3 separate regions of the Zea mays genome follow, and regions 2 and 3 are each linked to region 1. Evidence: chromatin contacts called from public Hi-C data. All regions are on one chromosome and are shown on one strand. The core of a region is the stretch at or near the end of the contact, and the rest is flanking DNA. Distances in the headings are between cores, read along the strand shown. Region 1 holds the start of LOC100283149. Region 2 holds the start of LOC100192488. Region 3 holds the start of LOC100502086.

Region 1 (4,373 bases), core at 1,219-3,718:
CAAGGCGAGACTGTGTCCTGTCCCTGTGTGTGAGAACTACGCTATATATTCTCTCTCAATGCGGAAGGCCGGTGGGTGGCCGGGCAAAGCAACACACTGCAGCCCTGGCACACCAATGGAGGTTCTGGTAGGAGAGGCAGATCTAACGAACCTCTTTTTCTTTTCTCGAAAGAAAGAACGAAACGAAAGGCGGAGAGCAAAGCGATCAGCTACTCCTGGAACTGAAACAAAGGCGCTTTTGACGGAACCGGCGAGCCGAACTGGGCTCGCACGCACGGGCACGGCACGGCCGCACCGGAACCGGATGCCTCACCACTCACCAGCTACAGCCTACAGCTTCCTTAGTTCCTAATCTCACTCAAATGGCAGCACCACTTTCGGCGCCACAAACACAGGGTTGATCTCCGGTTCTCCACTCCCCCACGCTGCCGTCCACGTGCGCCGGTGCGTGCCGATACCGATCTGCAGTGGTGAGTAGCAGAGCGACGACCACCGACACCGCAGGCCGCCTCGTGAAATGTTGGGTTCGCGGACGGGACGGACGCCCAACAGATGCACGCGTCCGTGCCTGACGAGGCGATCGACAGCGACCGGGCAATAATTGGGATCGTTCCGTTCGGGTCGCGCGCGCAGGCACAGGCGCAGCGCGAGATGGGGGGCGCGAGGACGCGACGTGATCCGCCAGCCGATCGGTCGGACTCACAACGCGGTACCCTGGATGGACATGGACTGCGCGTGTGAGCGAATTCGCTTGTTGCGGAGGGAGCGGGCTGCCGGCCTGGGGACGCGGACGCCCATGATCCCCAGCTTCTGTTTGCGCAACCACCGAGGAAAGGACGGCGGCTGGCTGGCCGGCCGGGGAAACGCCAAGCCTTTGCCCGTCGCTGACCCCCCTACTCCCCTAGGCATGCGGTGGGACGGGACCAAGATGCATGATGCATTATGCATTGCCCGCCGGCCGCCTCGGCTTGCGTTGCGTCCGTGTGCCGTTTTCGCGTCCATGTTAGGATGGTCCAGTATGTGTGCATGTGATCCCGTATTTTTTTTTTGCCTTAGGACGCTCGTTTAGAACCGTGCACGTCTCTCGGTCTAAAAACCGCAGCATTCTTTGGCGGCTGGGGCTGGCTTTGGGTAGGGCGCCATTTGTTTTTGCTGGGTTTGTTTTGTTCACGCCACGCCACGCGCCGCCCTCTCGGGGTCAAACGGTAGGGTGAGCGAGGGACAAGATATGGCAATTTTTCCATCGCCCATTCTCCCCAGTCCTCACCCCCCACAGAAAAGGAAGATGATCTCCCCTCTTGCCTCACAAGATCGACGGCACCCAAATACACAAGGATCGGATCACCACCGCCCTCACCCAAATAGAAATAGGGTGCTGGAGGCTGAGGTTGTGATGTATCACCCAAATAGAAATAGTGCGTTGGTGGATTGGTTTGGTTGCCGGTATGGCGATACGCGGGCCGCTGTGCGCGCCAGTGCGGGTGACGACGGGTTCCTGCCTGCCTGCCATCGTCTCATTGAACGCCGGCCGTTGCTGTGGACCCGAACGAACGGATCGCGAGTTCCCGTCGCAACGTGCCGCCACTCGCAAACGACGACCGAACAGACGGCGGCGTGGCCTGCGGGCATGGCGGCACTGGGCCGCGATCCATAGCGTCGTGCACGGCGTGGGCCAGCCGCAGCTATGCCTATCTCGCCGCCGTCGTCGTCCCTCCCAGCGCACGTTTCTGACCCCGAGGCCCGAGCGATGTGCTACGTACGGTGATCACAGACACAGAGCAGGTCTCGATCGTAGCTTTACGTACTCCCCACTCGCTGTTGTTCCTGTCATCCCTTCCCTCCTGCTGCCTCTTGGTGATCGGGCGGGCACGGCATATCATATGCAAGGTCAGAGCGTGAAAGAAATCGTCTGAAAAAACAACTGCTTCTGTGCCTTAACTTGTTAGCCAGAAGGATCCAGAAGAAAGAGCACTACCAAGGCTCGGCACGACGGCACCATCCATCGGCGTCACGAAACGAACCGTTCCATCCCTCACCACCTGACGTGAAAGCACCGGAGCGAGCTCTTTTCTTTTTTTTTTCTTCCTCTTCTTCTCTGGGGCGCAGCCGTGCGGTAATCATCCTGGAGGCGACGGCGGGAGAGCTTTCGGGGTGCGGGCGGTGGGCGGTGGCGGCTTTTAGCCCTCCCCCGACCCCGAGTGCTGCTGTTGCCGGTTTCTGCTTCCAAGTTCCAAAGGGCCTTTCTATCTAGGCATGCATGCCTTCTATCTATTCCTTCTCTGGTTGCTTCTTCTCCCGTGGCTGCTAGCTCTTCTCCACCCCTGCTTTTGTCATCGCCACGGCTCCTCCAAGATGAGTCAGATGACGTGGGAGGCAGCCAGGCGTCGGTGCCTGCTTATATAGCTGCGTATTCACAACACGCCACGGCATCCTCCCCCTCCCTTCCTCTCCCTTCTCTTCTCTTCTTCACTTCACAGCACGATCGAGCCAGTTGCAATCACACAGGTGGTTGTTCTCCTCTCTCTCTCTCTCTCTCTCTCTCTCTCTCTCTCTCTCTCTCTCTCTCTCTCTCTCTCTCTCTCTCTGTTTACCTAGACTAGAGGAAAGGATTTCGTCGTGACCACTGACCAGCGGAGCTGTTCGTGCAGCGCAGACGATGCCGACCATCATCGTCTCGGTGGACCTGGAATGCAGCCGCTGCCGCGCCAAGATCCAGAGGGTGCTCAACAGGATCCAAGGTCTGTTCGCGCTTGCTTGCTACTCCTCTCTGTTGTTCGCTCTTCCCTTTCCGCTTGTACAGGTAGGTCTCGAGACGGTTCGCGTTGATCGCAACTGATAAGTTTCCTGGGACGACGGACGGACGCCTCGGCTTGCAGAGAAGGGCGAGTTCTGCATCGATGACATCGACTTCGACGAGAAGAACAACAAGGTGAAGGTCACGGGGCCCTTCGACCCGGACAAGCTCGCCGACAAGCTGTGCTGCAAGGCGTGCAAGATCATCAAGCAGATCGAGATCGTCGAGCCCCCGCCCCCGCCGCCGCCCAAGCCCAAGGAGGAGCCGAAGAAGGAGGAGCAAGCCCCGCCGCCGCCGGAGAAGAAGGAGGAGGCCGCCCCGCCCCCGCCGGCGAAGGTGGAGCCGCCCAAGGAGGAGCCACCCAAGGAGAAGCCCCCGCCACCCAAGGAGGAGCCGCCCAAGGAGAAGCCACCCCCGCCCAAGGAGGAGAAGCCCGCCCCGGCACCGCCCAAGGAGGAGAAGCCCGCCCCGCCGCCGCCCAAGGTGGTGGAGGTCCCCTACCCGTGGCCGTACCCGTACCCGTACCCTGCGTGGCCGTCCGACTGCTGCTGCCACCACGGCCACGGCGGGTGCCACTGCTGCTCCTGCGGCAAGGCCCCCGAGCCGGCCCCGGCCCCCGCCCCGGCCCCACCCCCGCCGCAGTACTTCCCGCAGTACATGCCCCAGCCGTACCCCTGCAACCCCTGCGGCGGCGGCTACCGGATCGTCTGCGAGGAGGACCCCTCCTACGCCTGCGCCATCATGTGATTCGTTTATTATCAATATCATCCCTTGATGAGTGTACCGTCCGTGTGCGTACCATGGCCTTAATTACCATTATACCCAACCCCACCCTAAAAAAAACCCCAGTACGTCGTCTCATCATCATTCCGTACCTCCTCCTGTATAATCGCCGTACAGATTCATCATATATATACTCTATACATATATAGCATCATGTATACACCGCCGTACCCCCTGTCATCTCTTTATGTAGATTGTGCATTATGTTCTGCGCGCTTCGTTTTGGTAATTACAGTATATGCCAGTCAGGCTAAGTGAGAGAATAAAATAAGCAATGATGCTGTTGTTTTTTTTTTCTTCTGTGTGTGTAAAGAAAAAGGGCAAGGTGAGAGAGTTCATCCGTTGATGGCAGCAGAAATGTCCTACCTTGCACACCAGCATCCCTTTCTTTATGTTGCACCCAGGGAAAAAAAAATAAACAGTTGCTTTTATCAACGCTTTCGTTTATCTCGCTTCCGTTTTGTCACCACACCACAAGCGATGTAACGTGGCATGGTTTGGCCTAGTGTTTAGGGTTTATGACGTGTAAAGGAGACAGGACGGTGATGTTGAAGTAAGGCGCGACTAGCACGTTGCTATGCTAACCCAAGGCGGCAGTAGAGTGCGTGTGTGTGTGTGTCACTGTGGAGGCCGGGAGAGTGAGGAGGAACAGCGTCAGATGACGCGAACACGGGAGGCGCGAAAGCGAGATGGGCAGCGAAAGCTGGGCGCGTCGCGTATGGTATTTGGGTGTGGCCTGCCTTGAGCGGCGGGGTACGAGGCGTAGGCGCAAGGAAGGAGCCATACGGACGTAGTC
Region 2 (4,373 bases), core at 632-3,131, 610 kb after region 1:
TCACATAACTTTTGCACGGGTTTGATCAGTCTCAGCCAAGTTTACTATCTATGTTTATTGGTTAAATTGAACTAAAATTGCCACACATGTTATGTACAGATTCACGGATCAATCACATGAAGGGAAAGTGCGCTAGAAAGATATGCATGTTTCCCGTTAACAAAGTCACCCACAAACTAAACAGAGATAGTAAACTTGCCTCAATGCTCAACTATTCTATAATCTATTTTTTTACTCAGCTATATCCCCACCAGAAAAGAATTCAGTTGTTGAATCATCATAACCAATCTTCTATATATGCATCAGAGAATCAGAGATCTCAAGGTATAATTCAAAGAATCAGAGATCACACTGGATACTTAATTTCTATCTATACAAAAGTGGTAGTTGGTGTTAGACGCTTCCCTGCCGATGCGGAAGAGCTCGATGAGGTTGTAGAACTGGCCGTGGATGTCACCACACATAGTGACGGGGCAACGCACGGGCTGTACGTTCCACTCCTCGATGAGGATCGCCTATGCCTGCTCGCATAGCGCCTTGACCTCCACTGCCTGCATGAACTTGCAATCCCATAGCTACGAGATCTGGTGGTCCAGATCCGTGTGTGACGGCGTCACCACTACGGTTCTGCTCTACCTCATACATCCCCTTCCCTCCCCTTACCTAGTTCCTGCCGCTGCCACCCCAGCAGGCACAGCCGAGGAGGAGTAGGACCCAGCAAGGCCGCCGGTGTGGAGGGGTGCTAGGGGTATTTGTTTTGCGGGGAAACGCGGGCAGGATGGTGGGTGGATCCGTCGAGATCCTCGGTTCCCTTGCGATAGAAGCGGATGGCGGGCGGCACGATAGGCGAGAGGTAGAGTGGGCAGGGAAACACGAAGGGCGGGATGGCGGGTGGGGAAACGCGGAGCTCGACGCGAGAGGGGCGGGTTTGCAGAGCTGGGCCGGCCAAGATCCTCGCATGTCTGCGAGGAGAGCAGGCTGGAGGTTGGCAAGGCTCACAGCGAGGAGATCGAGCTGGTGGTTGCCTGGTTGGTGCGGAGCTCGGCCGACCGAGATCGTCGCGACGAGGAGGATGGAGGTTGCCGAGCGCATCGGGGACGCCGTGGATCCTGGAGCGCACGAACCGGCGGTAGAACCCCTCGAGGTCCTCCTCCTCCGACACAGAGACGCCGTCGAGGGTGAAGTCGCGACACCCGTCGGCGTCGCCGCGCACGGCACGGCCGTCCCGCCCCACGCGAACTCCAGCGCGGATGAGACACCCGAGGTGAGGTTCCGGATGCGGCCGATCACCTCGACCGGGTGCTCCGTGGCGCCGCCGCCCTCGTCGGCCCTCCTCCACCGCCATCTCCCGTCGCGTCCACCGTGTGCTCAGCAGGCGATGGAGTCGCCACCAGGTGTCGCGGCGTGGCTGGAGGCGGAGCAGACCGCCCCGTCTTCGCCCTAGCTAGGGCTGCGATGGGAAGAGAGGGAGACTGCCCCGTCTGCAGGAACCGGATGTGCCATTGGGAGGGGAGGGGACGGGAGGCAGGGCGGCGGTTGCGGGTGGAAGCTGGCAAGCGGCGAGCGGGAAGATGGAGGCCGCGGGTCGGGTGGCGGCTGGTAAGCGACGAGGGCGCTGGAGACCACGGGACTGCTGAAGATTAGGGTTTTCCATTTGCCGTATGTCATGGGCTGCGGTGCGCGGGATGGACTGCGGGATCGGACGGCTGAGATTTACACGATAGAATGGACGGCTGAGATCGCAGAACGGCAAAACGGCAGAACGACAGACTACCCTTACCTTCTTAATAAGTAGTAGAGATTTGTCACGAGCGAGAACTGTTGTCATTTCATGAGACGTTACTCGGGATGCACTTGTAACGGGATAGTGTAGTAGCAAGCATAGGAGTAAGGAGTTTTGCTAGTCTTCTTCAGCTTCAGTAGTTCAGTCCAATCACAGATCGCAGTACAACTGAACCCGCCTCCCGCACAAGGCATCCAGGATTTGTTCGGCCTTCGGACTTCGGAGGGTAGAGAATCGAAGCGACGAGAACAAAGCAATGAACGAGGCGGTGCAGGAGGCGAAGCTGCTGCGGCAGGTGAACGCGCTCATCGTGGCACACCTCCGTAGCCAGAACCTCGGGCAGGCCGCAGCCGCCGTCGCCGCCGCCACCATGACCCCCATCTCCGCTGCCGAATCCGTCCCCGCCAATCACCTCCTGCGTCTCGTGGCCAAGGTCCCCCCATTCTCCCCTTCCTCCTGCCTAGTATTTGTTCTGAACGGGCCTAAACCCTCATTATTGGTTCGCAGGGCCTCGCCGCGGAGCACGGAGGAGGTGACGCCGCTTCCGCATTCGACTCCGCCGGGTTCGGTGTGGCGGTGCAGCCGCCCGGCTCCAGTGCCGTGGATTTCAGGTAAACCCCAACCTTGCGCACCCATGGTGTTGCCTAGTGGCTTGCGGCAGTGTTTTTTCTGGTGCCGGACAGTGATTGGCGAGGAGTGTTGACGCTGGTGCTGTGTTGTGCAGTATTCAGGATGTCAAGGGCTCATCCAAAAGCTTCCCCAAGCACGAGGTGAAGCATGTCTCTGACCATAAGGTGCATATGATTCAAGTTTTCCCTTGCTAATGCGCCACTGCAAATACTTTTGTGTCACTCTCCTGCCCATCTGGATATTTGCTACTATTTTTGAACATTTTGCACTCGCCACAGTATCATGATTATGTATACAACTTGAGATTGACCCAGCCATAGATTTTACTGATGTTCATTGGCTTATCAAGTTACCATTGTATTTGTCTGTAGAACGCTGCCCGGTGTGTGAAATTTAGTCCTGATGGAAAGTATTTTGCAACTGGGAGTGCTGATACATCCATTAAGTTTTTTGAGGTAAACTTGTTGGGTACTCGGCGAGCTTGTACTGTTTTGTACTTAGTTGCAACTTGCAACTCACTATTGCTCTCTCTTGCAGGTTGCTAAGATTAAGCAGACTATGGTAGGAGACTCTAAAGATGGCCCTGCCAGGCCTGTGGTACGGACATTTTATGATCACACACAGGTGAGCATGTATTGTTCATATATGACACTTTATACAAATTGTTTATCAATGACTGAAGAATATGAACTTTCTACTTATGATCGTCATGTATTGAATTACAATCAAATTGCTTTGAGTCGGTTACCAATCTCCATAATGGGAGATTACACAATTCAAACAATTAAGAATTCGCCTCAACGGAAGCTTATGTAGATCGACTGAAAAGACGATTCCATTTTCTTTCTTGTTCAAGGTCGTGAGACTCTTTTCAACACTTCCACAAGATTGCCCCTGAGTTAGGTCTCCTGCAGTATCCATTTCCTTGAATATGCTGAGAGCTGCATACCATTGCATTATAGAAAGACTGAAATACATGTGTAGATCAATTCCACCTGCCACCACACTTATATACACATACTCAAGTCACGTTTAGCACACTGGATGCACACCTAGCACATGCAGTTTATAGTTATATATTTGTTTACTGAGTTGTATGGAGCATTGACATGGTATTCAATTTTTTAATAAACAACATTTTTTTTCCATTTTCACTAGTTGCTTACTTTTTTTTCCCACTTCTCGATATTCCACTGTGCTTGTAAACATGATTGATTTTTTGCAGGCCATCAATGATCTGGATTTTCATCCTGAGAGTCCAATACTGATATCAGCTGCAAAAGACAGTACAATAAGGTATAACCTTGATGTCTACACTCTGTGCTGTTAAATTGTCTATTTGAATTGCTCATACTGAGATTAAGCATGATTTTTTAAGTAAATTCTTTTGGTATTAATTGCTATCTGTGATGTTGTTTTGTACTTGAAAAAATTCGCTCAACAGATTCTTTGACTTTTCAAAAACCAATGCGAGGAAAGCGTTCAGAGTTATTCAGGTTGTAAATTCTAGCAAACCGATCTATCTATATATCATGTTAAATAGTGTGTTCAATTGTTCATTGCATTTAACCAGGCTCATTTGTTAATGCTGGGCAGGATACTCATAATGTTAGATCTGTATGTTTTCATCCTTGTGGGGATTACCTTTTAGCAGGTATTTAAATTTGATTTCTACTTCTGCTGTTATTAACTGATTCTTGATTTCTGATATCATTTTTTATTTGCTCTGATTTTTATGCATTATAAGTTGTTAACACACTTTCAGTTGTTATCTGTAAAGTAATTTAATCATTTCACCCAAAACAATTTGATATTCAGGCTTAAGAATTTGGATTTCATTCCTGGATTAACAGTTTCTATCTCTTGGGCATTTGAAAAAGATTGCGATCATATCTTATGGATTTTTCTTCTTTCATATAGTCAAATATTTCATTCACACGCACACGCACGCGTACACATA
Region 3 (4,373 bases), core at 621-3,120, 600 kb before region 1:
CCAACTGCAACGTTAGAACCCATTGTTTGTCAGTACCAACCTTTTCAATAGAATACAAACTACATTGTATCAGATTTCTAAACTGCTATTGGTGAGGATTAACTTACAGGTAGGGGTGGCGAGCTTTAGCGTGCGAAAGCATATGTCATACAGAGCTTCGTTGTCAAGCACCATACATTGATCAGCGTTCTCAACGAGTTGGTGAACAGAAAGTGTAGCATTGTAAGGCTCCACAACAGTGTCTGAGACCTTTGGTGATGGGAATACAGAGAAGGTCAACATCATTCTGTCTGGGTACTCCTCCCTGATCTTGGAAATGAGAAGGGTGCCCATGCCAGATCCAGTGCCTCCTCCCAAGGAATGGCAAACTTGAAAACCTATAAGTGAATCAAACGAGTCATTCAATTATCCACAAACAAAAACAGTATTTCCCAGCATGAAAAATATATATAATCAGGCCACATGGGATGGAAAGATACAGCAACACTTGAAGTCCCAAGATATCAGAATTGCGATGCATCCTATGTGGTCAGAGTTTGTTAACAACCAGCAACCATGTTACCACTGTTAAGTGATATTTTGAATTCAGTCAATTTCACATCATATCATACGCCACCATGCTCTGGTGGCCCACGAGCTGAGCTTGACATGCTACCAAATACTTCACTCGGGTACACATCAGAGTTTATAGCACAAAACACAACTATCATATAGAAATTAAATTTCAAGAGATATAAAGTTAGGCACTGCTATATCCACCATGGGTTCCATTTTGTCTGGTGTTGGCCAAAGAATTCGGTCCAGCTATGAAACAATATTTAATTTTATTTTTAAAAAAAACATGAGTTGAAGGCTGCCAGAGTGGAACTCCAAGCTAAAATATCCATCCTACCAACCGTTGATGTCAGTTCAGCTACTCAGGCCACAGAAAAAAGGTATAGGAGTTCAACACAAGAGTAGAGAGTACAATATACATGAAGAGTTGAAGACAGACTGATTGACTAGAAAACATCCACAGAGTTCCTCCATTGACCAGCAAACCACTACAGAGTTTCATCATGAAAGCGCCAATACGACCGCAAACAGACCAAACACGATAATTACAACAGATATGATATTTTTATGTTTAAGTGATCCGACGCAGACTGTACGATTGCTTAACCAGTAACGGAAATTACCCATCGCTGCTCCTCCATCATGCTAGGTACAAAAAAAAGCTAAATCCACAGCGACAAGCAATAATTTCAATATACGTACCACCATAACAACCTGTCTAGAAACCAATGCTTAACAATAACACGTGCCACTTGGCGAATTCAACAGCGCATAAGACAATCATGGTTAACTGAACAACGAATTCAACAACGCGAGAGATGGGGTTGGGCGGAGCAAATAAATGACAAAAAATACCCTGGAGGCAGTCGCAGTTCTCTGCCTCCTTGCGGACGACGTCGAGGACGGAGTCGATGAGCTCGGCGCCCTCGGTGTAGTGCCCCTTGGCCCAGTTGTTTCCGGCGCCGGACTGGCCGAAGACGAAGTTGTCGGGGCGGAAGATCTGGCCGAAGGGTCCGGAGCGCAGGGAGTCCATGGTCCCGGGCTCGAGGTCCATGAGGACGGCGCGCGGGACGAAGCGGCCGCCGCTGGCCTCATTGTAGTAGACGTTGACGCGCTCGAGCTGGAGGTCCGAGTCCCCCGCGTAGCGGCCCGTGGCGTCGATCCCGTGCTCGTCGCAGATCACCTCCCAGAACTTGGCCCCGATCTGGTTCCCGCACTGCCCGCCCTGGATGTGGAGGATCTCCCTCATGGCTGACGCCTGCCTGCCTGCCTGCTGGGGTCGGGCGCGGGCGGGGGAAGGAAGAAGACGGGGGCGGGAGCGGCGCACGGGTCTCGTCTACGTGAGGACGGATTTGAAATGCTGCTTTATGCTCTGTTGCCGTCTTGCCGAGGTGGGGCTTCGTTCGAGCTGGAGGTGCTGTGGACCTGGCCTTGTGCTGTGGCGGTTGGGGCCCAGCCCAGGTGGCTTGCCCATCTCTCCACCGTGCGTTTGTTGATCGGACGGCTACAGTGCCAGTTTCCTGGATTTTTTTTGGTTGGCGACTTTTGGGTCCAGGCTGGGCGTGGGCCCAAGCGATAGGCTGTCGTAACAAGACCGCGGACCCAAAAAGACAAACTTACCCGAGCTATAGTCTGTAGTGTTATCGTTTTCATTAGCTGTGTCTGTGTGATTATGGTTATGGCGGCTATTTATACAGCGGTTAGCGACGCATGGCCGGTAATCCCGGGATCGGTGGACCCTGCCTGTCAACAGACGCAGCTGTTGCTTAGAGAAATGACAAGGACCAAATACAGCTCAGAGTCAGGTAAGAAAGACAGAGACAGAGAGGGCTAGGCTAGCCGTGGCAGTGTGGCACCAATTAATAGCTGATTGGCTGGGGACGAACTGGATGAAAGTAAACACTAAAACTTTATCATGATGAGAGGAAAAAAACAATAGCTATTATTTGGTTGCCACGATTATACGACACCTAGGTTCAACGGTCTATTGTTGTTGATCGCCTAGACTGTTGTTGATGTAACGAGATTTTAACTGAAAATGTAGACGAGTAAAGTTTAATACTACCATGTTATCGGATACTCTCTCTCTGTCTATCTCGGTTTTCAAAGAGTTAGACTCTTTAAATTTTGATCAAATGTATATAATAAAATGTTAATGTTTATTGTATATAACTAGTGCCGATACATATATCAACGAACCTATTTTTATAATAAGCTTATTTGGAGATGCAAATGTTCTTTATATTTTCGACAATCTTAATCAAAACTTTAAAAAGTTTGATGTGAACAAGCACGAATACTATAGTGACTTTTTTTAGAAATACTAGTGAGAGAATGAAAACTTGAGTTAGTTGAGTGATCAAACATTCACAATGATGCGTTGATCCAATCATGGTTAACAGAACAGCGGGGAGACGTTTAACACTTCACTTGTTTATTTGACTGCTTGATGCTACAGGATTGTTATTATTACGCGAAACAGCCCTGCTCAGTAGTCAGTGTTCACGTGGATAAAAACTGCTACCGAAAAAGCAAAATTCCTGGAAAAAAGGGAGGCAAGGAGAAACACTAATAAGCATCAGTAAGACGATTAGTTGTAGCTTCCTACAATAATCACAGTGAAAGCCTGCTAAAATTTTGTCGGGTCTAAAGCAATTCAAATCTAAACCACGTTCGGATCACAGGCATTTTTGCTCAAAAACCTGCGTAGGACCAGCTGCAACTTAGAAAAATTGGCTCAACAAATTTGTTCAAGCAACCCACTTTACGAAAGCCTTTCAATTGTCAGTAACACACTAGCCAGGATGTCAACTTTAGAGACAAACCACTATTATCAACCATTCTTCGAACACATAATAATACAAGGTACAACATTGAGGTTTTACTCTTTTAACAAAATTGGGCAAAAAAGTTTAGATGACAAGCTGTGAGCTTATACAACAGTTACGATGCCAGAGGTTTATTAATATTATTATGACGCCAAGTAGATGGTACACTTGCTGCCCAACTCGACAATCTTTGCTGACAAGCTGCTGAGCTTTTGCCAGGTAGGATAAATGAGCATCGCACCCCCCCCCCCCCTCCATATCATGCAGCTAACCACTATCGTTCCAATACTTCTTTGTTTGATTATGGAACTAGAATGCCTTCTTCACGTATGAAACCAGTCCATGGATACCTCCTTCAGCCTGGGCAGCACCAGTTCTCACCTGGCAAGAATGACCAATAAAGATCAAATCAGTCAGTACGCTTTCTAAAACAGATGCTCAGCTTTTGGCTAGTAATATATGTTCTCAGAAAATAAAGATGGATTTGTGTGTGTGCACAGGGAGGGGAGGCAGCTAAAGCCACTGCGCTTTCTCAATCTAAACAGCGATGAGCAAGCAGTAGACACAGGTGAGGAGCATTCGCTATTTCCACTAGCAACAATACAAACTCCTTATCCTAATCCAACCTAAAATCTCCAAATTACTACAACATTTTAACCTTTCTAAGATTCATATGGATCGGTGAAGACTACTAAATAATCTACTGAACCTTGGAGCTGGTTCCAAAAACAAACCTACTTGTAGGTAGTAATATAGTTTGACTTAAATTGTTTAAACAATCTTTCTGTAAATGAAGCAAGATGAATTTCTCCAATCTTAGACAATTGACGTTAAAACCTAAAACATGTTGGAATATAACTTGTTTGCAGCCCTGAAAATACCTCTAATCTGAGTGTCTCTGATCGCAAAAGATCATGAGCTGACTGGACAGAATCTGCGCCAAGATCTTGTAATCCTTGCTTAACTGCTTGCATTGTGTAAGGAATGAAC

Evidence for each region. Hi-C and Micro-C count contacts between places; a contact is called where the count stands out from the background.
Region 2: a contact with region 1 is called in a Hi-C map of endosperm, with 2.0 times the contacts expected there. The contact joins the promoter of LOC100192488 here to the promoter of LOC100283149 in region 1. A contact is called at or near these places in 2 of 25 Hi-C or Micro-C datasets (ear and endosperm).
Region 3: a contact with region 1 is called in a Hi-C map of endosperm, with 4 times the contacts expected there. The contact joins the promoter of LOC100502086 here to the promoter of LOC100283149 in region 1. A contact is called at or near these places in 2 of 25 Hi-C or Micro-C datasets (ear and endosperm).

Annotation. Positions count from the first base shown.
Region 1 is chr1:283,686,369-283,690,741 of Zm-B73-REFERENCE-NAM-5.0, forward strand. LOC100283149 reads left to right here and starts at 2,469. Exons shown (of 3, transcript NM_001156051.1): 1 at 2,469-2,505; 2 at 2,649-2,738; 3 at 2,877-4,012. The coding sequence starts at 2,657. The coding sequence ends at 3,541.
Region 2 is chr1:284,301,599-284,305,971 of Zm-B73-REFERENCE-NAM-5.0, forward strand. It overlaps LOC100192488, which reads left to right and starts at 1,882. Exons shown (of 13, transcript NM_001137708.1): 1 at 1,882-2,216; 2 at 2,291-2,394; 3 at 2,508-2,577; 4 at 2,785-2,868; 5 at 2,951-3,037; 6 at 3,639-3,709; 7 at 3,858-3,909; 8 at 4,010-4,067. The coding sequence starts at 2,040.
Region 3 is chr1:283,083,179-283,087,551 of Zm-B73-REFERENCE-NAM-5.0, forward strand. LOC100502086 reads right to left here and starts at 1,871. Exons shown (of 3, transcript NM_001175446.2): 1 at 1,411-1,871; 2 at 108-377; 3 at 1-4. The coding sequence starts at 1,804. It overlaps LOC103644011 (inosine-5'-monophosphate dehydrogenase), which reads right to left. Exons shown (of 4, transcript NM_001353088.1): 3 at 4,265-4,373; 4 at 3,366-3,764. The coding sequence ends at 3,693.